Linked DNA regions of Mus musculus: region 1 is linked to region 2. A link is a contact called in public promoter capture Hi-C data. All regions are on one chromosome and are shown on one strand. Each heading gives the region's core, a stretch centred on a gene start, on an enhancer-like site or on the middle of the called end of the contact. The rest is flanking DNA. Distances are from core to core; before and after follow the strand shown.

The links. Promoter capture Hi-C pulls out the DNA fragments that hold promoters and counts their contacts.
Region 1: a promoter capture Hi-C map of liver shows a contact between it and region 2, with 3 times the contacts expected there. The contact joins the enhancer-like site here to the promoter of Nme8 in region 2. A contact is called at or near these places in 7 of 39 promoter capture datasets (embryonic stem cells, frontonasal cranial neural crest, hippocampal neurons and 3 more), 1 of 484 Hi-C or Micro-C datasets (cerebellum) and 1 of 9 other capture datasets (embryonic stem cells).

What each region holds. Positions count from the first base shown.
Region 1 is chr13:21,022,556-21,028,911 of GRCm38.p6, reverse strand. It overlaps Aoah (acyloxyacyl hydrolase), which reads right to left. Exons shown (of 21, transcript NM_012054.4): 21 at 4,658-5,703. The coding sequence ends at 5,575. Among named protein-coding and RNA genes, the nearest start is that of Gm32242, 15 kb to the right of the region's middle. Within about 2 kb of position 3,866, at least 4 of the 459 cell types and tissues checked have an H3K27ac peak or open chromatin away from gene starts, as enhancers often do. A contact at or near this core is called in liver, where this site is marked.
Region 2 is chr13:19,696,231-19,703,267 of GRCm38.p6, reverse strand. Nme8 (NME/NM23 family member 8) reads left to right here and starts at 5,508. Exons shown (of 17, transcript NM_181591.3): 1 at 5,508-5,646; 2 at 6,222-6,264; 3 at 6,342-6,399; 4 at 6,575-6,681. The coding sequence starts at 6,232.

The DNA.
Region 1 (6,356 bases), core at 2,617-5,116, 1.3 Mb before region 2:
CCTGTTTTTCTTGTGGGACCTTTCATAGTTTTCCCTTTTACTAGATTCCAAGCCCATAAGACTCTTTTGTGGCTGGAAACTGGAAACAAGTGGACACAAAGGTTTTTATAATTGTTCTGAATGGAGCATAATCAACTCCATTTGAGTAAAGGGGCACTGGACAGACATGTATTTTGGTAATAGGAGGAATTAATTATGAGAAAATTTAGGGGTGTATAGAGGAAACTTACACAGCAGACCCAGGTCTTGTAACCAGGGTACTTTGGGAGGAAGGCAACCTTTTAGTAGACAGATTTTCTTCCTTCACTTTCACTACATGGACCAAAATCCAATGGATTTAATTTGAATGTATTGATAGAAAGTTTTTTTTATAAAGCAAAAAAGAAAGGATGATCTATAAGGCACCATTAACCATTAATTAATAATTAAACTGATTCATTCATTGGAGGTCACTTGTGGTGGGTTAGTCGTTGTCCTAGTGTCTATGAACACAAGAATAAACATGGCAGCTACCTTCTGGCTCTGGAGCCTCGATTCAAGTTTAGGCATTTATCCTTAAGATATTCTAGCCTCTGAGCTGAGGAAGAACATGGAGAGAGGGGCAAGGCACCAGGTGCCTCTCAGGGAATGGCACTCACCATCATGATTTTGACAAATCTAAGGTTGAATACCTGACTTCAGGGTTAGCCAAAATGGAAATATTGGGTAGGATCTGAAACCTTCACAGTTGGCTGCAAATGAAAGGAGTCTAGATGCTAGAAGTACTTCCAGCACTAAGAGTTTCCTCAGGATGTTTCCAATCCTGGAGGAAGACCTGGGCAAATCTCAAAGAAGAAACCTGAGTGAATTGGCCATTAGAAGAGAAGATGAAGACAGAGATGGTTCTCCCATTGGCTCCTGTGATGGTTGATACTGTCAAGTTGATATGATCTAGAATCACTCAGAAGACAAACCTAATTAGGCCTGTGAAAAAGTTTCTAGATTGAGTTAATTGATATGGGAAGACCCACTATGAATGTTGGCAGCAGTGTTCTATGTTCTGTGGTCCTAGACTGACTGACTAAGAAAAAAGTGAGCTAAGAACCAACAGCTATCATTCTTAGCTTCTTGATCATGCTAGCTATTATCATCAGTGTTGTCTTTGTCGTTGTCATCATCATAATTTTGGCAAGATCATACAGCCAGAGTCATCTGGTGAAATAGAACCTCAATTGAAAAAATACCTCCACCCATTTGGCATGTGGACAAGTCCATGGGACATTTTCTTGATTAATGACATCATGTTGGACTGTACCCTCAAACGGTATCCCAGATAAACCTACCTTCCTTAAGTTTCTTTTGTCAAGTATTTTGATACACCAACAAGGAAATAACAACCTAGCCCCACACACCAGTTGTTGTGACAGTATTGGGATTCATTACTTATTTTCACTTCATATTTATTTACGTCGCATTGGTATTTTTCTCAAAAACAGAGATAGGGTATAGTGGCTTGAATATGCTTGGCCCAAGGGAAGTGGCACTATTAGGAGGTGTGGCCTTGTCAGAATAGGTGGCCTTGTTGCAGGACGTGTGTCACTGTGTAAGTGAGCTTTGAGGTCTCCGAGTGCTCAAATTGTGCCAGTGTGGAAGAGACTTTTGGCTCCCTGGGGTTCTCTAAGTTTAGATTTTTCAAAACCTATTTTAATAAGGGTTCTTAAACATTTCAACCTCCATTCTAGCCCACTGATCAAAAGTATGGAAGAAAGATTGTTAATAGGAAAAGAGGGGTGTGGAGCTGTTTAGAAGTAGTTCTTTCGGGTTATTTCAAACACGAATCAGCAGCAGCGACTCGATCCAGAAAAAACTGAGAGGCTCTGCCAAATTGGCATGAGTTCATGGGAGTGGCAAGAAGAAGCCGGAAGTTCTTTGGTGCATTTCTCGCTATGAAGTCACAACAAGCAAAGACCAGCAAAGCATTGCAAGGTAAACCAATGCAAGAGCATCGTCACTGTCTGTTGGGTTCCACTTATATTCTTTCCAAACTTCACATATCCCCTCAAGTGTCTGCCCTAGCAAAACATCCTTTCATGTTGTCTGCTTCAGCAAAACATCCTCTCATAAGACAGCTTCTAGAAAAACATCACATGACACAACTGAGTCTCCAAAGAAACCAGAAATGTCCACTTCACAGTCCCCTCCTGGCTGCCTTTGGAACTCGGCTCCTCCGGCACCATGTCTACCTGCACACTCCATGTTTTCTGCTATGATGATAATGGACTAAACCTCTGAAACTGTAAGCCAGCCCCAGTTAAATGTTTGTCTTTATAAAAGTTGCCTTTGAACTGGTGTCTCTTCACAGCAATAAAACCTTAATTAAGACATAGGGTCAACGGTTCTTTTGTGCCCCTTGATTCCTCAGCGCTCAGGAATCTGGTCAGGGCTCAGGTCTCAGCCATTAGTGCCCTCTTGGGCTGAGCCAGTCTGGAGCTGGAGTTGCTGTGCTATTCTTAGGATGCTAAACATTTCTCAGAGGCTTAGATGTTAAAGGCTTGGTGCCTGGGGTTTTGGGGAGTGGGTTAAGCTTCAAAGAGGTGAAGCATGGTGAGAAGGCTTTAGGTGGCTGGGTGCCTGCTGCTGCAGAATATTCTAACAGCCTGGCCTCTTCTTCTGCTCTTGCTTCCTAGCTCTGTCACGAGAGGTTTTGCTCTACCACAGTCTTCTGACAAGATACACGGCCCCGTCTTGGGATCTCAACAATGAGTCCATTTGAACATGTGCAGAACTAAACAACTATGAGTCAAAACAAATCTGCTCTTAATATAAGTTAATTATCACAGCTATTTTGTGAGAGTGACAGAGAGCAGAGTATTACATGGTTCAATTACACAGCAAGGTAACTCTGTAAGAGACTCTAGGCAGGGTTCTTGGCAGTGCCAGGAAGAAGGACCCTTGAGCTCCTCTTTACTCTGACAGCCTTCCTATTCAGTTCCACTGGATTCCTCACATTTTTCCCTTAAATGCAGGTTTTTCCCTTTAATAAAGACTAATTCACTTTATATGAGGAGTGTTTTGCTTGCATGTATTTATATGTACCACATGAGAGGTCTGAAGAGGGAGTTGGATTTCTGTAGCTATGGGTGGTTGTGAACAGCAGGTACTCCTAACCACTGAGCCATCTCTCTAGCCTGGTCCTTACAACTTTTATCATAAGTCTGGTCCCTTTGGCCATCTGGAAGATAAGACCTTAAAATAAAATTCTGTGCTAGCTTTCCCTTCCCCTCACCCAGCAGCAAAGCAATAAAAGACAACCAACTTCATGTGTATTTTGGGAACAGCAATGAGATGCAGTGAAAATTTTAGAAATTATTTTATTTGTAGGTGTTTCACTTGCATGCATGACTATGTACTACATGTATCCTGGTACCTGTGACAGCCCAGAGCAGGGTGTCAGATCCACTGGAACCAAATTTACAGATAGTTGTGAGTCTTGATGCAGGTGCCACATTCAATTAAAGTAAGAGCAGTCAGTGCTTTTAGCCACTAAGCCACCTCTCTAGCCTCAACTATAGATGCTTTGGAATGAAGAGAAGTGGATAGACTTCTTGTTAAAGCAATAAGCAGTTTTAGTGCAGGACTCTCTGAGCTTTATTGAGACGGAATGATTAAGATTTCAAATAAAACCAGTAACAAAATTACATTGTAACAAGTACTGGTGCTTAAAAGTAATATGAGATGCCAAAACACTGAAATGAGTTGTGTGATTGACAAGATTGCATAAGAGGACACATTGGAAAGTAAGCATGCTCGGCTTCCAGACTCACACCCAAGCCTTGCACTCTCAAACTCATCTCCCACGTTCTTATCGTCTCCTTTAAAGAGTAGTCCCTGGTAGTACGTCAGTGCCTCTGGTGGATCTGCCTCCAGGGCACATGCTCAGGTTGTGCTCAACCGAGAATGGTGCTGTGAGGGAAATGAATGGTGTAACATTTTTAAAGTTATTGCTCCCTCCCCCACCAAAGCTTACATAAGTCTTGGCAAACAACCCATGAATGGAGCTGAAGCTGCTAGGATGACTGAAAATTCCCAGTGTACCTTCCAAGGCCCCAGGAGAGACCTTCAAAATGTGTCCACATGCATTTTGAAGCTTGTGGAAGCATGGTGTTTCCAACATAATGTTTTCAGGTTATGAGTTACAGTCCATTGTCATGGGAAGCCATGGCAAAGGCAGCAGTGCTTATTGGCTTGCTTCTCTTGGCTTGCTTAGTCTGTTTTTTTATGCAACACAGGACCACCAGGGGTAGTGACACCAGGTCTGGGCTAGGCTTGTCTGTTATAATTGGTAGTCAACCACATCAATCACTAATCAAGAAATGCCCTATAGAACTGTCCACAGGTGAATCTTATGGAGACAATACCTCAGCTGAGGTTCTCTCTTCCCAGATAACTCCAGTTAGTGGCAAGTGGACAAAGGTTAACCAGCACATGGGCCATGGATGAGGAACAAGATATGAGATGAATGGAACTGGAGGCTAGTTGGTGATGTTGGCTTCCAGGCCTCAGGTGTGCCTGGTGAGTAGATTTGGTTCCTAATGGTACCTAGTATTTCATTGCCAGAAATACATTTAATGATAAAGCATGAATTGTGAACTCTTGATGACACAATTATGCCCACACCAACCTTAGAACTTTGACTTTATTGAGGCAAATATTGGAGTGCAGACAGTTTATTTTGGAAGCAGGACAAGAGAATCAGGGCTGTAAGGGGTGGGGGTGGGCCAGCATTGCTATAAGAATGTGTTCAGGTCATTGTTGTAGGTTAAGGGGGCTGATGTAAGAAGTCCACCAAATGCCAGTAACTGAGGAGACTTGTGCATGATTTCAATAGTTCCTACTTGCCACTGTGGGGCCAACTGTCTCATACCTGTGGGCTACACCAAGCACAGGGGTACCTCTGGGCGTACAAAGATTGAACCCTAAATCTGTGGCATCTCAGAAAAGGCTGAGGAAAGTGAGACACAGAAAAGAAAGTGATTGCTAGACTTCCCTTTACAAGGAACTTGAATGTCCTCAGACCCTGGTATCCTTGCAAGTCCTGGAGTCAATTGCCCACAGAGATGGAGAGAAGACTCTAGTACAGATTGAAGTTCATATATGCACAGGAACTCTGATCAGGATCCTTGTAGAAAATGGTATATAGTATTTGTATATAACCTACACATGCCTATGTACTTTCAATCATCTCTAGATTATTTATTGTGACGTAAGTTTTTCATTACTATAACAAATACCCAAGATAATCAGCTTAAAGGGGATTTTCGGGATAGCATCTGAAATATAAATGAAGAAAATACCTAATAAAAAATTGGAAAAAGTGTTTCAGAGTTGAACAGAGAAGACTTGCTGTGGGAAGCAAAGGACATTGCTGTTAATGGACATTGCCATTAAGGTCTGTCCCCAACTGAGAGGAAAGTGGTCTGCAGAGAGGCTGCTGAAGAAGGTCTTCTGGGCCTGTTGCACAGCAGCCCCTGGAATGAGCAGGTGGGAGGGTTTATCCACCTTTCTCTCCCCCAGTGATGCGCCTTCCGCGGAGACTCAGTGTCCTCCTTGGTCTCCAAACACCTCTTCAATCTGAGAGTTGAATGGATTCTCCTTTCCCAGGACATGAGGCCATTGAAGCTGTATCTTTTCCCAGACACGATTTGCTTGCAGAAGTGAAGCCACCTGCAAGAGAGCCAGAGGGAAAAGGCACTTCATGGCAAGGGACCGATCAGTAGGCCTGGGATGCCGCTCAGTTGGCAGAGGGCTTACCTAGCAGAGAGAAGCCCAAGCTTTACTCCAAGTGCCACATGACAGATCACTGAGGCACACGCCGAATCCCACCTCTCTAGACGTAGAAGCAGGAGGATCCGAAGCTCAAGTTCTCCCTTGGGCTACATGATACGTTTGCAGCCAGCCTTGTATACATGAGATCTTGTCAGACAACAGCACAACAGGAAACTCACTATCCTGATTCAGTAATTCTTTATTTCTTAAACTTTTTATCATATCGATGCTAATATTATCTGGGAGAAGCAATTTAAAAGAGGAAGAATTTCCTTTGCTTATGGACTGCAGATACATCATGGAGCAAGAGTATGGTAGAGAGAAGCTGTTCACCTCATGGCAAACAGGAAGCAAAGAGGAGACCGACTGAGGCCAGGGGCATGATGTTTTTATAAACACCTACTGTCAGGGACTCCATTGCTTCAGTCAGGTTCCAAAGTTTACTGCTCCTCTCACAATCATGCCATCAACTGGGGAGCCTAGAATTTAACACTAGAGTCTGGGGGACATTTCCTGGTCAAAGCTCAGCATTTTCCATTGTAGGAAGATCT
Region 2 (7,037 bases), core at 4,259-6,758:
CAAATGTCTTCTGTGTTGTCACAGAGTAAACGCAGACACCCTTTCCTCCTTTCTTTTTAAGACCACATTCACTGGTGGAGAAGTATTTCTAGCAATGAAATAAGTCGCACAAAGATTAAGCCAATATTTTAAAAATAAGCAATCAATCACATTGTTTATCAAATTAATAATATTATACTTTGTAAACCCTGGATATAAGAAATAAAAACACATCTCTGTACAAAAATGAAATTATTAAAATTTTAAGAAAGCCACAAGAATTTTGAACTTGAAAATCAGAAAAGATGCAGTATTTAACTCATTTCATCCGATTACAACCTTACAACCTGGCCCAGTGATGCATTTATTTAATCTTTGCATGCGTAAGTAAACTTACTGTATTTCTCCCTGCCCTTCCCCCACCAAATGGAAGGTTTGGGCAATTCTGCAAGGGCCGTCTGTATGATTGTTTCAATGCTCCCAATGATCATTAGGTTTTAAAAGAATTCTAGATGCTTTATTCTGTTCTGTTGACCTGTGCCTACTCCTTTGTGCTCAGCTTTCCCCCCAATAATTTTATTAATTCTTTGAGCATTCTGTACAATGTATTCTGAAAACTTCTACCATCTAACTCCTTCACAGTTTCCACTATCTTCGCTTCTACCCTCCCATCCCTTTCCACCTGACTTGGAAATGACTTTTCTCCTCTTCCTCCTCCTCTCTTCCTCTTCCTCTTCTTCTTCTTCCTCCTCCTCTTCGTCTTCCCTTTCCTCTCCCTGCCCCTCTCCTCCTGTCTCAACTCTGTTGCCTAGTTAGTATCGGGAGTGTGGCCAGCTGTGGTGTGTGGTCAGCCTATCAGGGGGTCACAGCATTAAAGAAAATTTACTCTCCTCACCCAGAAACTCCAAAATACCAGATCCTCAGCTGCTGATGGGATTTCTTGCCCACCTCTCCCCAATTCCCATGCTAATTAAGATTTTGTCTGGCTGAAGCTTGTTCAGGTCTTGTACATGCTGTTACAATTATTGTGAGTTCACATGGCAGCTGTCTTATTGATGGAAAGCACCATTTCTTTGATGGTACTGACCGCCTCTAGTTCTTACAAAATGTCTGCCTCTTCTACATAGACCTATGAACCTAGAGGATACGAATGTCCTATTTAGGTCTGAGCATTCCCCTTACTCTGTATATCAACCAGTTGAGGCTCTCTGAGTCAACTGCCATTTACTGCAAGGAAAACCTTTTCTGAGAAAGGTTGAAAGATGCTCTGGTCATTTATGGGTATAGCAGTCAGTCATTAAGAGTCATTTTAATACATTAATTATTTAGCATAATCATAGTAATGACTTTTTCCCTAGAGTTATCTAGCCACAGGTATTTGGCTCTTTTAATAGTGTCATGTATAGGTTCTATTTCATGGGTTGAAACTTAGATCCAATCAGAAAGTGACTGGTTACTATGCCCAGAGCATTAATATTACAAGAAAACATTACCATTTATTGACAAGGGGGCATCTCAAATTAACTGATCCACGTTGTTTTTTAAAACATAATTGGCATCAGAAGCTGTTTACAGTCTCCGAATCCAGCAATGATGTCATCCCTAAGCGACAAGAAGCCGCATGCATTTGTTGCCATGGCAACTGCCACACATTCCCGGCATGCCCCTCACCTGTGAGCCTCGCTTGTGCGTGTTGGTGTGCGTGTTATGTCATGACTGGAATAAACGGCAGAGACCCCAACCCCTCGCCCTTCTTTGCCTCCTTCTTTCCTCCTTCTCTTCCCTGCCCACCCCCCCAAAAAAACTCTTCTCGTGGAGCTGTGATGGCCTGATGTGACCTGTCCAGATACAAGCCGCTTTCTAACACAACAATAATCTTTTTGTATGTTTAATAAACTACAATATATAAACATAATTTTATATGCTTCAGGGAACAAAGGCAAAATTCCAGGAGCTTGCTTTATTGCAGCAGTCTGGGCTTGGAATGGCACCCTGGCATCCCAGCAACTTGGGAATACAACAGGACTCTCTGTTATCAAGTGCTCCCTAGCCTCTGCTGGCACTCATGTTTTCCTCTACTTCTCCAGGTTACCTACCTCACACCAGCCATTGTGGCTTCCCTGGCTGCAGAGTCTTCATCTCTCCCCTATCTCTTTCAACACATTCTCTGGTTCCTAGCCAGAGTAGATTTTTAAACTGCAGAAGTCATGACATCACCGTAATGTTATGTAATTCTTCACTGGTTTCATTTCTATTAGAGTTTATTCCAGCTCCCTCACAGGAACTCCTACCTGCTTGCAGATGAGTACACTGATGACCTGGCCCCACCCTGGACCACCTTCCCACACCCTGTGCAGCATCCTGAGCTGACAGAGCGGGGCCTCCCAGTGAAGAGATGGACCATTCTCGTTCTCTGCAGTACATTCATGTCCTCTTCAGGGGAATGTGAATGCCAGGCTCCCAGGAGACACTGAAACACCCAATGGCTTCCTTCAGAAAGCCTTTGCTGAGCCTCCATTTCCTCATCAACTGTTGCCAATACCTACCCCAGGCCCCACAACACCATATTTAATTTGCATGTTTTAATAATTAATCAGAGATAAAGCCACTGAGACCAGGAGAGCCCAAAAAGGAAGAGAAACTGCATGAGCTGGATTTTGATGATGCTTTCGGTGTGGGCCATCTTTCTTAAGCTGTCTACATCCACACTTCTTTTATCCTGAGAAAAAGAAACTACTACACTTCAAATCATTTTTATTTGGCTTTCCTGTTATAGGCAGAAAAGTGGTATTCTGAAACATACAATAATATTTTTATTTTATTCTATATGTGTGAAGGGGGAAGGATATATTGAGCACCAAAATGACTTTTTTTTTTTTTAATTTGGATTTGCTCTCTTGGGAATGCATTTTTCCTCTACACATGAACTAGTCTACTTGAGTAAAAAAAAAATGTTGACCTTCCAAGCAAATTACCCCATCTCAGTGGCTGAGAGTGCTGAAGGTTTGTCTTTCCTGCCTTCTGCTTCCCAGGGGGATTTTTTAAAAAAAGGAGAAAATGTGGAGGGAGCATGACAATACGAACAGATGGAGAAAATAAACATTCTTACCTGGTCAGCTGTCGGGTGGTCTGCAAAACTAGAATTTCTTAGACCCCAGTGTGACCAAGAAGTATTGGACATGTGCTGCAGAGACAGCTCAGTGGTCAAAAGCACAGCTACTCTTCCAGAGGGCCTGGGTTTGATTTTCAACACCTACACGGTCGCTAAGGATCATGCATAGCTCCAGGTTCATGGGCTTCTGGCTTCTGAGGGTATGTGCTTTTGGTGTATAGATATATATGCAGGCAAAACTCCCATACAGGAAGGTTAAAACACACACACACACACACACTGGATCCTTTACCAAATTAACAATAAGGAAAACCTAAAGGCTGTGACGTCGCCTCTGAGGGAAGGCCAGCGCTGCGCTCCTCAGCAGCGTCTCTCCCCAGGCAGAAGTTGACATGTGAGTGAAGACATACTTGGTCCCGTGTAAGAAAAAGCAGTAAATCTTTCAAACAAAATTTCTGTTACTTGGGCTATTTTCTTGTCAGTTTGGGGGTCTCCGTTTCCACAAGTGTAAGATGAGAAGTTCTCTGCACTTCTGAGCAATAGCAAAAATGGCCTAGATTCAGAATAACCTTTTCCCATTCAGAAATACATCCTCAACTTATTTAAGTTAGTAACTCCTGTCTCCCCAGGGTTCTGGAAACCATCTTAAAAAACTTTGATTCCCTGGTCATGAGACAAGGGAACATAGTTGCTTTTCAAGTACACCCAGTACGGGTCACTGTTAGCAACTTTAATTGATGGTGAGTTTTTAGAAATTGTGATCACAAAAGTGTGTTTGGCGATTCCTGCCTAAATAATATGTAGTGCCCAGCAGACTGGTGAGGTAAGAGCCGTTGAATCCAGTAGAAGAAAGCATTTCTAAATAAATCAGTATATACAATAACATATTTAAACATGGAGTGTGTGGTATATTGCATATTTTGAAGGTTGAAATGATACAAAAAGACTGTACTGCAGAGAGGCTAATGTGAGATACATACTGAGACTCTCCAGCAAGCAAGCAAACTAAAAAAATCCTGGGACCCTGGGGCTCAGCATCACTGGGTAAGTGAACTGATAGAATGCCTTTCATCCTCCAACTGGTAACGTGTTATTACAGAGATCAGCAACAGGATAATCAATGCAAAGCCCGAGTGAAGGAACCCAGAGCTCTTCTGTATCTTGTCCCAGGTTGCCCGGTGATCTTCAGTGTACTTCAGGCAACATGTGGTCAGGGATTTTGAGAGATTTCCTCCTGGACTGCTTCAGAAGTGCATACTGCCACCTTGTGGACATTCTGTGAATCTGCAATTAAATGTTTCTAAGTGTGATAGTTAACTAGAAGAGACAAGAAACAAAATGTTTTTATAAATATGCCAATGTGAAAAATTCATATACAGACTTCAGGAAGAATACACTAGGACGGAAAGATTGCGATTTTGTTGAATGAGTTAAATAGCAATAGCAAACAAAATTCTCAAAGCTCTGGCCGTTTTAGTGTTTTAGGAACGAGGGGTCCATGAACGTCTGTGAAAGTTTTGTCAGAAGACTCACTCCAGTTGGCACAATAATTGATAATCTGATTTTTATTACACCAAGATCCAGCCTAGGCTCGATGCTTATGTGGACAGCGCTCGGCTGAGCTCTGCGCTCCATGGCACTTTTTCTATCCTTTGACATCATGCTCAGGTTTTATCTCAAGAGGAAACAACAGAGAGAGAGAGAGAGAGAGAGAGAGAGAGAGAGAGAGAGAGAGAGAGAGAGAGAGAGAGAGAGGGAGAGAGAGAGAGAGAGAGAGAGAGAGAGAGAGAGAGAGAGAGAGAGGAGAGAGAGGGAGGGAGGGAGGGAGGGAGGGAGGGAGGGAGGGAGGGAGGGAGGGAGGGAGAGAGGGAGGGAGAGAGAGAGAGAGAGAGAGAGAGAGAGAGAGAGAGAGAGAGAGAGAGAGAGAGAGAGAGAGATACAAGGCCAAACTTGGAACTGGAGAAAGACGGAGAGCATCAGAGTAGATTAACAAAGGTGGACCGTCATCTCAGCAGGGAGGAAGGACTGTTTCTACTCCAATTTGAGGGATTTGTATGTTTATTGTAAGGCGTGGCTGATCACACAGGATCCAAAGCCTAGGAGAGAGACTTCCAGGTCCGCTCTCTGGGAGAGAATCCCTGGGAACTTGAAATGCTGAGGTGGACTTGGGTATGTTGATGGGGGAGGGGTGGCGACCCTGTACAGTCTTAGAGACTGCAACTTGGTAGGAGGCAGCAGAGGGAGGGATCTTGAGGAAGTAGAAACTTTCTTTCCAGAGCAATACAGCAGGAGTCGGGGAGGAATTTTAGGCGCCTACTGCTCTTGCTTGGGCTTGGTGTCCAGTTCTACCTGCTGTGAGCAGGATCCTCGAGCCTCCACCACAGGGAGGGAAGGGCCGGCCGGGCCTCGAGGGCTGAACGTTGGCGTCCTTGCCCTTCATCTTCCAGGGGGTGATGCTAGGCATACCTCATCCCTCCCTTTGACTGGACCTGCTGGGGAAGAAGGCACAGCAGGAGCCCTGCCACCTTCAGCCCGGGCCTGACCCAGCGGTCCAGGTACTGAATTTCAGGAATTCATTCTATCAAGGGCCATAGACCCCAGCAAGGGAGACCATTTAAATTATCTATAAAGGTCCCAGTCTAACAGAAAGGGCCCATTTCATTATGGTGTATAGCAACTTTGTTGGGATGCAGTCTTAGGAGCTATTTTTTTTCTATGCATCCTTGATGTTATCACCCATGGAATATTTGTGTTCTGCTCCAGAGAACAGTAGTGATTTTCTCCTAAAAACTCAATAATACTGGAGTGAGCATATCTAAAAGGTATGTTTACCAATTAACATGTTCTGCTAAAGGCATAGGAAACCACCACATTATTAACACACACACAGTATGACTTCAAAAAAAAAAAAAAAAAAAAGCCTGCAACATTCTGGCATTGCTTTGGTTTGTTGAAAGAATCCCTGCCCAGCAGTAGTTTGCCTGTGACGCTGACTCTTCTCTAGAGGCTAGTCTGAGCAGGCCAGTATTTTCTAAAGGGAATTGGACAGTACTTTAAGATGTGGTTTGGGTATACAAAGAGAAGATTGCTCAAATTCCACAGTTTGTATTTCTTTTCCTATTCCATGCAGAAGTCGACAAATGGCAAGCAAAAAGCGTGAAGTCCAGCTACAGGTGGGTCTATCGTGCCAGCAGGTCTTCTTCTGGTGCAATGACACTTGCCACCTCTTACCATATTTTGCTTTTTGCAGTCAGTCGTCAATAGTCAGAACTTGTGGGATGAGATGTTGCTGAACAAAGGCTTAACAGGTACGGGGGCTCTCTGCTGTCAGTGTTCAGGTTTGTTTCCATACCTTGCAGAATTCAACTCCCTGTTTCAAAGCTGCCTTCCTGCCTTCCTCCCTGGGTCCTTCACCTGGGATGGGAATGCGACAGCCTCCAGATTCTTTGACTCTGCCTTTTGACAAATGTTACTATTTCCCAGTGATTGATGTTTACCAAGCCTGGTGTGGACCTTGCAAAGCCGTGCAAAGTTTATTCAGAAAACTAAAAAATGAACTGAACGAAGATGAGATTCTTCACTTCGTCGTTGTAAGGTTTTTGGTTTTGTTCAATGTGTTTGCTGTGTTTAAAGATCTCCTTGTACTTCAAGTATTTTATTAGTTTAAGGAACCTGCCAGTCTCTACTCTAAACAATGTTGGCTCCATAGTCTTAACTATTTGCTTAGTTCTACTAGGTTTGAGAATTAGTATGAGTTTCATCAAATTCCCAGGATGCTGAGATAACTCATCATGACTGAAACCTCAGAAAAGTATAGTAATGGACATCTGTTGACATTGTCACATGGCATGGTCAATATGTGTCCCTGAGTTAAGATTATCAGGGACTGTTTCCTGGGTGACACAGAGTAGAACCCTGGGCACCTATCTATGCACACATGTTTCAA